Linked DNA regions of Dromaius novaehollandiae: region 1 is linked to region 2. A link is a contact called in public Hi-C data. All regions are on one chromosome and are shown on one strand. Each heading gives the region's core, a stretch centred on a gene start, on an enhancer-like site or on the middle of the called end of the contact. The rest is flanking DNA. Distances are from core to core; before and after follow the strand shown. Region 1 overlaps DYRK4 (dual specificity tyrosine phosphorylation regulated kinase 4). Region 2 holds the start of FGF23 (fibroblast growth factor 23).

What was found. Hi-C and Micro-C count contacts between places; a contact is called where the count stands out from the background.
Region 1: a Hi-C map of liver shows a contact between it and region 2, with 4 times the contacts expected there. The contact joins the enhancer-like site here to the promoter of FGF23 in region 2. A contact is called at or near these places in 2 of 4 Hi-C or Micro-C datasets (brain and liver).

Annotation. Positions count from the first base shown.
Region 1 is chr1:79,632,759-79,637,770 of bDroNov1.hap1, forward strand. DYRK4 (dual specificity tyrosine phosphorylation regulated kinase 4) reads left to right here. Exons shown (of 14, transcript XM_026106316.2): 14 at 1-1,738. Among named protein-coding and RNA genes, the nearest start is that of DYRK4, 48 kb to the left of the region's middle. Within about 2 kb of position 1,768, at least 1 of the 2 cell types and tissues checked has open chromatin away from gene starts, as enhancers often do.
Region 2 is chr1:79,500,717-79,505,784 of bDroNov1.hap1, forward strand. It overlaps FGF23 (fibroblast growth factor 23), which reads right to left and starts at 1,965. Exons shown (of 3, transcript XM_026106298.2): 1 at 1,743-1,965; 2 at 1-89. The coding sequence starts at 1,965.

The DNA of each region.
Region 1 (5,012 bases), core at 518-3,017, 130 kb after region 2:
CACTTGATATTATAATAGACTTTCGCATTTAAGGGTTTCTGCTTCCTGGAGCTAAACAAACAAATACGTCAAAGAATCTGAATCCTTTCACTTGTATCATCATAAATCAGGAGGAATTCACGGATAGGATTACTAGTTTACTTCTGTATAAATAGTAAAAGAAATCAAACCCAGCATCTCCGTCTTCCTCCCTTTCTCCCTCTCTCTGAATGAAGCACTACATAGAAGCCATTGGCATCACTTCTTAGTAGAGTCAGAAATGTAGATTATGTTCTTTAGCTCTTTAGCAGCAACAAAGGGGAATCATATTCTGTGCCCACTTCTGCAGGGAACCCACTCTGTATTCATATCAACAAGAAGGATGAATTTCAGCAAGTTTTGATTCAAGTAAATTATCCTCCAGGCAGAGTTTTAGTTAATACTCTGGAAGAACAGATTTCTATGACTCCTGAGCAGAGTCATAATTAATTTAAGCATTAAGCTCTTTGGACAATACACTATCTTTTCTTTGCATTTATAAAGCATCCATTTCATTATGACTATTATCCTTTACTGTGGCCTATAAATAGTACTGTAATTTTGTTTTAAAAAAAGAGGAAATTATCCTACAAAATGCAGCCACTACTGTAACAGTGATATTGCAGTCATCCCAAGAGACTAAGTGATTGTAGGTGTTAAGAGTCACCATAACAGCAAGCTCCCACAGGTTCTATGTGCAAAGGAAAAACCCACAGGACATGAGAACACTCATAACACAGCTCTTGTGTACACCAGCCATCTGGTAGGGTACAGAGGTGACTTTATGACAAAAGGCCTACAGCGGTGTGCTCTCCTACTGAGTACAAAGTTATAGTGATAACAGTGATCTCAGAAGAACTGGAGCATAGAAAATGGTATGCAAGATACGGTATGATCATTTTGTTAGTTTCAGGCAAGTCTTGGGATTCATGAAGAATCATCTGGAAGACGAGTAACCCAAGCAGGGGAGTAGCCCATTATTGAATGTAATTGAGCAGTGAATTATAAAGATATTTTGACAGACAAATATCATCCTTCTGTGATAAAGCCATCACTGACAGGCTGGTCAGCTTGCAGTACCAGAATGCCAGTACCTCTGGCTTCAAACACAGTCCTTTGTAGCTGAGCCATCCTGGAAATATAAAATGCTCCCATATTGACCGTAGTGATGTACGAGGAGAAGTGAGTTCTCTTGTGCATTACATTTCTGTAATGACATAGAATATCCAAGGTGGGTGACCATCTTGCAGAACATAGAGATAAAGATGTGGGCAGAGCCTTATAATGTTTCACAGAGAAGGATTTCCACCCCTGATGAGAGCTGAATGATTCATCCCTTGTTACATGGAGTATTCAGATAAATTGGTGTAGGTATTTGAGGAAGATTTGGGCTGTTTGCAGGTAACACAGAAGATAAAAGCCAAGGGTTTATGTTTAAGTGCAAGAGTTCAGTGCAGATTAAAAACTGCAAAAGGGTATCCTGATATCCTGGCTTGCATTCTTGGAAATGGAATTTGTAATGTTTCAATTCACTTGCTGTTCATTTTTCATCTCTGTTGTGGTATGTTCACATGACTGCTTAGACTCCTCCAAGTTAAAATATCTCTTACCAGAATTATGCAGTTGCGTGTATGTCTTTACCTTAGAGGCAAAGTTTGAGGTCAATTATACCAAGCTGTTCTTGATAGTAGTGCTTAGTCCTAATAAAGCTGTAAATCCAGTCTGACGTATGGGCTCATTTGCTGTAGCTGCATTTTCTTCACAGTTAAGGCATTTCAATAGCCTTTTGTAGCAAGCAGCATCATATTACTTCTTACAGCATATGCTGATGGGTTTTCAAGGCATTCAGTGTTGAGGGAGAAGTCAGTCAGCTGGGACTGCAATTTGGTTTGATTATCCTTCTGTTCATGGAAAGCAGACTGTTATCTTTTTAATGTAGCTAATTGGCTCCCATGTATTTCCTGTCTTCCCTTACTTGCTGTCCTGTTTTCCTCTGTTAATTCCTTCAGCCTCCACAGTGATTTCCATCTTCAGAATCTTTCATGATAAGGGCTCTTTTAGATAACTGTTAGATTTTTTCAGAGACCACAAGTAATATACTTGATAGAAATGCCCTGACAGAAAGATCTAGCCTTCAAGTATCAGCCCTGCCTTCATTTCTTCTGCAGAAAAGACACAAGCAGATCCATCAGATACAGGAAAATCTTCAAAATATTGAAAAGATTCCTCTGACTCATTGTTTAGCCATATTTGCCAAAAAGTGAGGCTTAGGTGATTGCTTTCCTGTCTGTCTGCTCATTGGTATGCCCATCTTCTAGTTGATGTCGAGTAGAAGAGAGAGATCCTATTAGTGTAACCAGTGAGGGAAAAGCAGGAGAATTTGGTTATAGTCAGTTGTCTCTTTGCATACCAAGCAGTAAGAAACCCTGGCTGGACAGTCAGCACATGCATCTTTTTGCATCATTTGAAGGGTGTGCTGTTCCTTTGGTCCAGAGAGCAGACCAAACAAAGGCAGGTAGGGACTGTGGGAGATGGAAGGGGCTGGGGATATTACAGTGGAGATAACTGGGTTGAGAGGGTGTATGGCTAGAATGAGTAGCATGGTATGGGACCTATAGGGGAAGTGGAGGGAAGTAACGATGTTGAGGTGAACGAAAGTTGCAGGAGCCAGCACTGCTGCAACTGTTGGTGTTTACAGGAGGTAGGACACAGAACTGCAAGAAATCAAGTGGTGAGAATACAACTGTTCATCGAATAAGTGCTTATATTTCTTCTCTCTTTGAAACTTCTGACAAAATGTCTGTAAAAACTAATGATAATGCATGCTCCTAGGTTCTGCTTCCTTTCAGGAATTTAATGCATTTTTCAAAAATTACACTCCACTGCCCCTCTTAGGAAGCTGTGTGAGTATCATAGCCATAAGTCACACTCACAGTCACTGCCAGAGCCCAGAACAGACCATGAGGATTGTAACTCTTGTGCCCTGCTCTTCCACATGCTTCAGCCTGAAGTTAGTTCTGTATTCGAGGTCAATAAAGATATCATTTAATTTCATTAAAGATATCAAGATACTCATTTCATCAAGATACCACAATCTTAAAACCCCACAGTCCGAATCCAAATAACATGAAGATGCAGCTGTGTGAAGTGTTGCCTGTACATTGGTTTCAGATCCTTTGCTAATGTTCGAATGCCATCTAGTGTTGTAACAGGCTGGCATGTGCAAGTTTGAGTGCATGGTTATTGGCAGCTCTTCAATCCCCTATACAAGAGTGATATGCCCACCAAATACAACTCAGAACAATGTACAATAACAGTGAGGTCTGTGCTTGCACCTAGAATACTGTAGCTTAATCTGGGAACAGAGTCCTTAAGGGTTACACCTCATCCCAAATAACAACAACAAAAAAAGCACCTTACTTTATTTGAGGGTAGAATTGAGCCACAGGGGTGCAGCGGTATCCATCTGTAGTAAATCGAAAAAAAAAAGACTGAGGTTAGTGATTGCTTCTCTGGATCAATGTACCTAAAAAACTCTCAGAACAAAGTACAAGAAATCTAGGGCAGAGCTTTTGCAGCTTCTCTCTTTCTCTCTCTCTCTCTCTCTTTTTTTTTTTTTTTTTTTTTTTTTTTGCATTGCTTTGATTTCACATTACACAATGTGCATATAATATTTTACGACCTCTGTAACATTGGTATGAATAAGTAGGGAATCAACTGTCCTGGAGCAATGGTGGTAACCAAGAGTATAAGGTATTTGTAATGCTAGCTTTTGGGTGTTATAGACAATACCATGAAGTAAAGACCAGTCTCTTATGTATGCATCAAACCTTTATTACCTATATGTCAGAAAAAAAGGCAAAAGCCAGTTTGTCAGCCTCGATCATCTCTGACCCTCTCTCTGTACTTCTCAGTGCTCCTAGCCTTCAAATGACAAGTCTGTCAGCAAAATGCCTATGTAGACGCTGTGCTGTTTGCATCAGTTCCAAAATGCCTCTGTCCCTGACCTACAATGCTCCTGTCTTCAACAGCGATTCCATCACCACTTTGAAGCTTGGGGGGCGGGGGGGGGGGGGGGAAAGGGGGCAAAAGGACTATGGTGCTACAGTTCCTCCCTTCCTAATAGCCAATATTCTGTTAACTGTGTATTGACTTGGGATAGTAGATTCCAGTTCAAGCCTTGCTCCAAATACCACACGGTCCAGAAGCTGGATATCAACCTACCAAATGTTCTTTCTCACTAGCTCATTAGGGCAGTTGTTTCTTTTTCTTTGTTTTTTGTCCCTAGATTCCACTGGGGACTGAAACCATTCCCTGACAAAATTTTGATAATTGTGGTATGTGTATGTGAAAAGTTTTGGTTTCAATAATCCACATTTCTGGGAAAGAAATATTTCATCTGAAGGACAAGTGACCAACTCAACTACTTCTACATTTGTTCCCTTTACTGTTTCACAGACAGTGAACTTCTCACCATTCTACTCTAAATCAAAATATAGCATATTTGCATAGCCCCCCCCCCCCCAAAAACAAACACAAAAAGGAAACAAAAAAGTATATTTCAGTCTTGGCATGAGCATAGTTGCAGAGTTGTGATACTTAACACCTTTATAAAATGAAGGACAAAGTCATGAAAATGGTACAAGAAGACAAGCATTTTAGACAGCAAAGTTTAGTTTTGTTCCTATCACCTATCACAACAGAAGTGTCAAAATTATGAGAAATAGGCTCCTTTGGTTGTCCTCACTGATGAATTACATTGCCATTTTAGATGTCTTAGTATGCCGAAGACATCCACATAGGGCTAACAGAGATAAGACAGGACTCGCCAGAGACCCATGCCCTGCTAGGGCAGCAGATGAGGCCCAGTGGAATACCACCAGTCATCTTGAATGGGACTAGACACCTGTGTGTGGGCAGTTGAACTGAACTCTAGGTCTCTACCAACACGTAATGAACATGGGTGCTCCTGTATATATTTAGACTTCCGTATA
Region 2 (5,068 bases), core at 715-3,214:
TCCTTTCATGTCCATACATAGGTAGCGTCCACTCTTCACTCCAGTGATTATTACATAGCCGGCACCTTCGGACTTGATCATTAGGGCACCTGTTTAGAAAAACAAAGATGTCAAATCTGGGACACAGTTCTGCACTGGACTGCTGCCTCAAAGATCCACAGAAGTGCTGGCTGGAAGAGCCATCCCAGGGGTCTTTGGGCCAACGTTCCACTCGAATGTAGACAAATGTGCTGTTGGCTCATATTTGGCCTGGTGCTCCCTGTAACCTTCAGGTCCTGTCCAGCAGGGCTCTGTCCATGCAATGAGGCTGCTCCAGCCTGTACCACCACCGGGGGTTATTCCAGCCCTGGTGCAGAACCTTGCACTTCTCATGTGTCTGGTGTCTCAGCAGGACTGTGGTGACCTGACAGAGGTTCAGTAATTTCCCTTTCACAACTCCTTTCCTTGTCATACCTCACTTCCTGCTCTACCATTCCAACTAGCTGTGTATTTACTTCCTGACAGATTGGCAAAGCATGGTATTTTCTTGGCTGTGGCTCTCTACACCATCATACTGGTTCTTGACCAATACAACTGAATTTTATAAAACTTACTAATATGCATGAAAAATAACAAGAGGATGCAGCATTTATACAAGTATTTGATCAATAATTTCTAAAAAATGTAGCAGAACTTGATCATTTTTTTCTCCTCAATCAAATTATAACTTTAAAAAAGTCTTTTGTTCCTCATACACTCATACAGAGATATCACTGGACATGCTTACATATTTAGTTGAGTAGACGAAGAAGATGCTATGCAGTAATAATAATTAAAATGACTTTCTGATTTATAGTTACTTGTGATGTGAGCATTGAAAAAAGAGGAGTACTTCTGGAATATTATAAAAAAACCCTAAATTTTAAAAAAGATATTTTTTCTACTAACTATGCTGTTTGGGCTAGGTATACAGCAAAGAAAGAAAGAAAGATACCTTAACTTTGCATGAAAATAGATGATGGTGATGAGATAATTTAAGAGCCACACTGCACTCCAAAGGCTTAGTGCTTCATTTACAAGAGTCTGACCTTTTGCAATTTCCCCCTGTTTAATCAAACTTTGCATATTCAGTGACCCATGTTCTGTACACAGTTGTGTTTCTGCCATGCGGCACATTAAATGCACAAATCTGAAGCTTGTCTCACAAACCAATTTTCAATGCAGAGAAGTACTGATGTATTTGGAAGGAAATGACCAACTGTACTCGTGTAGTTGCTTAGAGGTAGTTATCAGCTCTCTACCCAAAAATAAAGGTTTTACAAACACAGCCAGTTTTCCACCACTGCTGTGGTGAGTTCCCTCAGTGTACTTCCTTTGCAGATGCTATCACCAGAATGGGAAGGAGCTATTTGGGGCATGTCATCACCAACCTCTCATCGGGACTTCCACAACAAGCTGTGAGTAAAATCATGAAGTGAAGGATAATTCTGGTAGTTTTTGCTTGCAGAGTATCACAGGAATCATAGAACTTACTATAAAGGTGAAGAATGAGAATCCTCATCTGCTAGATTTCTTTGAAGCAATTTTGTTTGTTTGTTAAACAAAGGGAAGATTATAATTACGTGTGTTTTCCGTCTCGCAGCTGTCTGCCTGCCTACCAGGAGGATGGAATTTGCTATAGCTAGTGAAAAGGCAAAAAAAAAAAGCATTGTGCTCTCTGCCCTGTTCACACGAAGACCGAGGGTCCATAATGAGCTACTTACTGTAAATGGTTTGGTGTGGGGCACCATCAACATAGCCCTCAGAGTTGATTTGGAGGTGGAAGCTGTTCCTCTCCGTAGCTGTGTACAAGTGCATCAGGTGATCGGTGCTCCCCCAGCTGGGATTCAGCAGCGGAGAGGAGTTGAGAAAGGCAGTGGTAGCCTTCAGGCTGCAGAGCACCAGCAGCATGTACCCCCGGTAGCTATAGGGACAAGCTTGTGGCATGGCTCTCTGTCCTTAGCGGCCAGTTGGTATCTGAAACTTGATATTCCTCTTTGCTTCTCTTTTTCCCTCGTTCGTGTGTGTCTGGATCATGAATCCTCAGATGGGCTCCCTTCTTCTTTGTAGAGGCTTATAAAGGGCAGCCAAGTGACATCATACAGGAAAAACTTCTCCACATCCTTGAGTTTTGTCAAAGCAACATTTTAAATGGCCCAAAACCTCAAGGGAAGGAAAGTACGTAGGTTCTCTGGCTAAGGTGTGGGGGGGGAACAAATGTAAGGTTTCTAAAGACAGCTCATGAAAGCTAATCATATGTTCAAATGTTATCTACAAGCCTGTGACATCTGAGAGCTTCCCACGCCCCTACTGTTAAATCCAGGAAGAGCAGTCCACTGTGCTGCACAGAAAGCTTTTTGGGAAGGGAAGGGAATAACACTTTAGACTTTGAACTTCCTTTTTTCTCAGATATGTTTGTTCAGATTCCCACTTTCCCTCGGTTTTCCAAACGACATTCTGATTTGGCAGAAACACCAAATACTGCTAAAAATTTTGAAGATGTGTCAGAAGCTGGTATTGGGTTCAGCTGGGCCTGATTCCCCATTCATAGTGATGTAAATTCAGCAGTGAGTCTGTTGGACTGAAACTTGCATTACCCCATTTAAGCAAGAGACGCTTGATATGAGCACAGCCTTCTTGAAATAAGCTCTCCCGTTTATTTCTTCTGTTTCATAATTTGATGTTGGCCAAACAGCTGAAAATTACCTGTAGGATGCTTAGAAACTGCATGTTTGTTCCTCTGCATTGTACATCTAGCTAGCAGTCATTTATGGAGTCATATCTGTTAGCATAGCTAGTAGATCTAGAACCCGAATCAAAACTGGAATGACTCATCTTGGCACATTTTTGTTACTTCAGGTACAGCAAGCACACTTGGAAGAACTACAAAGGGAAATAACCAAACTAAAAAGTAATAATTGTAAAGCAATATTCAAAAATGGCTTAAGATACGATACACACATTTCAGTTGTCCTGACAAATTTCTGTGGTTTTACAAACAAATTTTCCACTTAAAAAAAATTGTTCCATTTTCATTATGAAAACGCTGTATTAATAGGAAAGTGGCTATGTAGGTAAAATGATGATGACAATGATAATAACAGGTTATGAAACTAAGCCACTCTAAGGTTTCTTTCAAATAATGAATATAAAACTGAAGAGAATACTGAAAATTAAGTCATTCACTTTTTTTAAAAAAAAGAAGCCTGAGGATTTTATTAGTAGCAGTCTGAGGTCCAGTACTTTCAAGCAGAAATACGAGTAAGTTACAGTCTCTAGCTGGACACAGGGTGTCAGATTCTCAGCTTCCTTAGCAAGCTGTGGAGCAATGACACCAGCACCATGCATATTACAGATTTATGCAACTGTAACCAACTGCAAAAGTTGATCTGATTTTTTTGTTGTTTAAAATTAGCAAAACTCTGCCAATTTCTTCCAACACACCTGTGTAAATCTAGAGACTTATGTCAGTGTATATACACCTGTGTAAATGACAGCAATTTTATGCAAAGTGCATTAGGGTCATATCTTAAACTGACTAGATTAACAAAGTTGACTTCACTGAGAGGCAATCAAGGCTACAAATGTTTTACTGGGTATAACATCTGAGATGCTTTACTGTCTTAATTTAAAAGCTAGTTTGGAAGGAAAGGACGGATATTTTTTCTTTTCTTTTTTAAGTGATATATCTGCTTTAGTGGTGAAGTTATCCATTAATTTCATATATAGCATATATAGGATAGTGTGTCCTCGTAGAAGTTTTTGTGATCTTTTTGTAAATAAAGTCTTTCTGGTGTGATATTTCATGTTCATCATGATTTTTGTCTGTGCTTACCTTTATGCACTGGTCTGATTTTTCTCTGGTGTCTTAGCTGCACAGAAACAGCTCTCATATTTTTGAAAAATGTATTCAGTCATCTCAGCACATGCCAGTTGTGACCAGATGTTTCTTTCTTTTTTTATGTGGCAGACAAGCAAAGACTACTTTCAAGTGCTTAAATTGTTTGGCATTTTCAAAAGTTTCTCATGGGGTCAGTAACACTCCAGGCTTTGCTGAGTTGTGTTTGTTTAAGCTGACAGGCTAAAGCAAATTTATTTAAGTTTCTGCTTGTCAGGATGCTAATGCAGATTTTGCCTTTTAATACACATTTTTCCTTTAAATCTATTGCACATTGGTGGTGCTTTTTTAACAATCCACTTTGTTTTTATGCCAGCTTGATCCATTTATTCTTTCTGTCGGTATGCCACTTAACTTCTCCTACCCATTCAGCTGTTGCTGAAGTAACCCAGCATATGAAAGCTTGCTTACTTGTTCAGCATGTTCTCTCAGTTAATGTAATAAAAGTGATTACAACCTTATTCTTCTTATATCCTTATGCTGTTGCAGCAGTAGCAACAATATTTTTGTAACTTTTACCATATATTTTGATATTTCTTTTTTGTCTATACCATTCTCAGATGTCTGACCAATCAAGACAGCTTTCCTCAGTACCTAAAGAATGAGGCACAGCGTCTTGTAGACTGTGCTTGTTTTGGAGGGAAGAAAAAAAAAATGAACTGAATTTAAGGACCAAAAATGTTTCAGCAACCTCAGAATTGCTGTTCTTCTTTAAATGCTGCCTAATTCAAATAAATAATCCAGGGAAGTAGGTTGGTCCCTGCTCTGAAGAGCCTCTTAAGCAAACAGGAGGGAAGGTGGGTGCCGTGAGAACAGCAGATGGGACACATGGAGCTTGAGGCGTGCTGGTGGGAAAGGACAGGATTGCCCTGTCCCTTAGCAAGGGGGACTGAATACAGACCTTTCTGCCACAGGGGTAGCCACATGGCCACATTTCCCACTTCCCACTGCGGGGACATGGCACAGCTGGGGCTGGGCAACATATGACACAGGACTTTCCTTAGCATCCTGCAAAGGCAGTGGAAATCGCTGACAGCCCGAAGGCAGCATTAAGGGTGGTTTGCTGGCACCACTAATGAACAGTGAAGAAAGTCTCCCTTAACCACATTGCTGAAGAGGAAGGGATGGATCAAAGAGACCACTTAGCAGGCT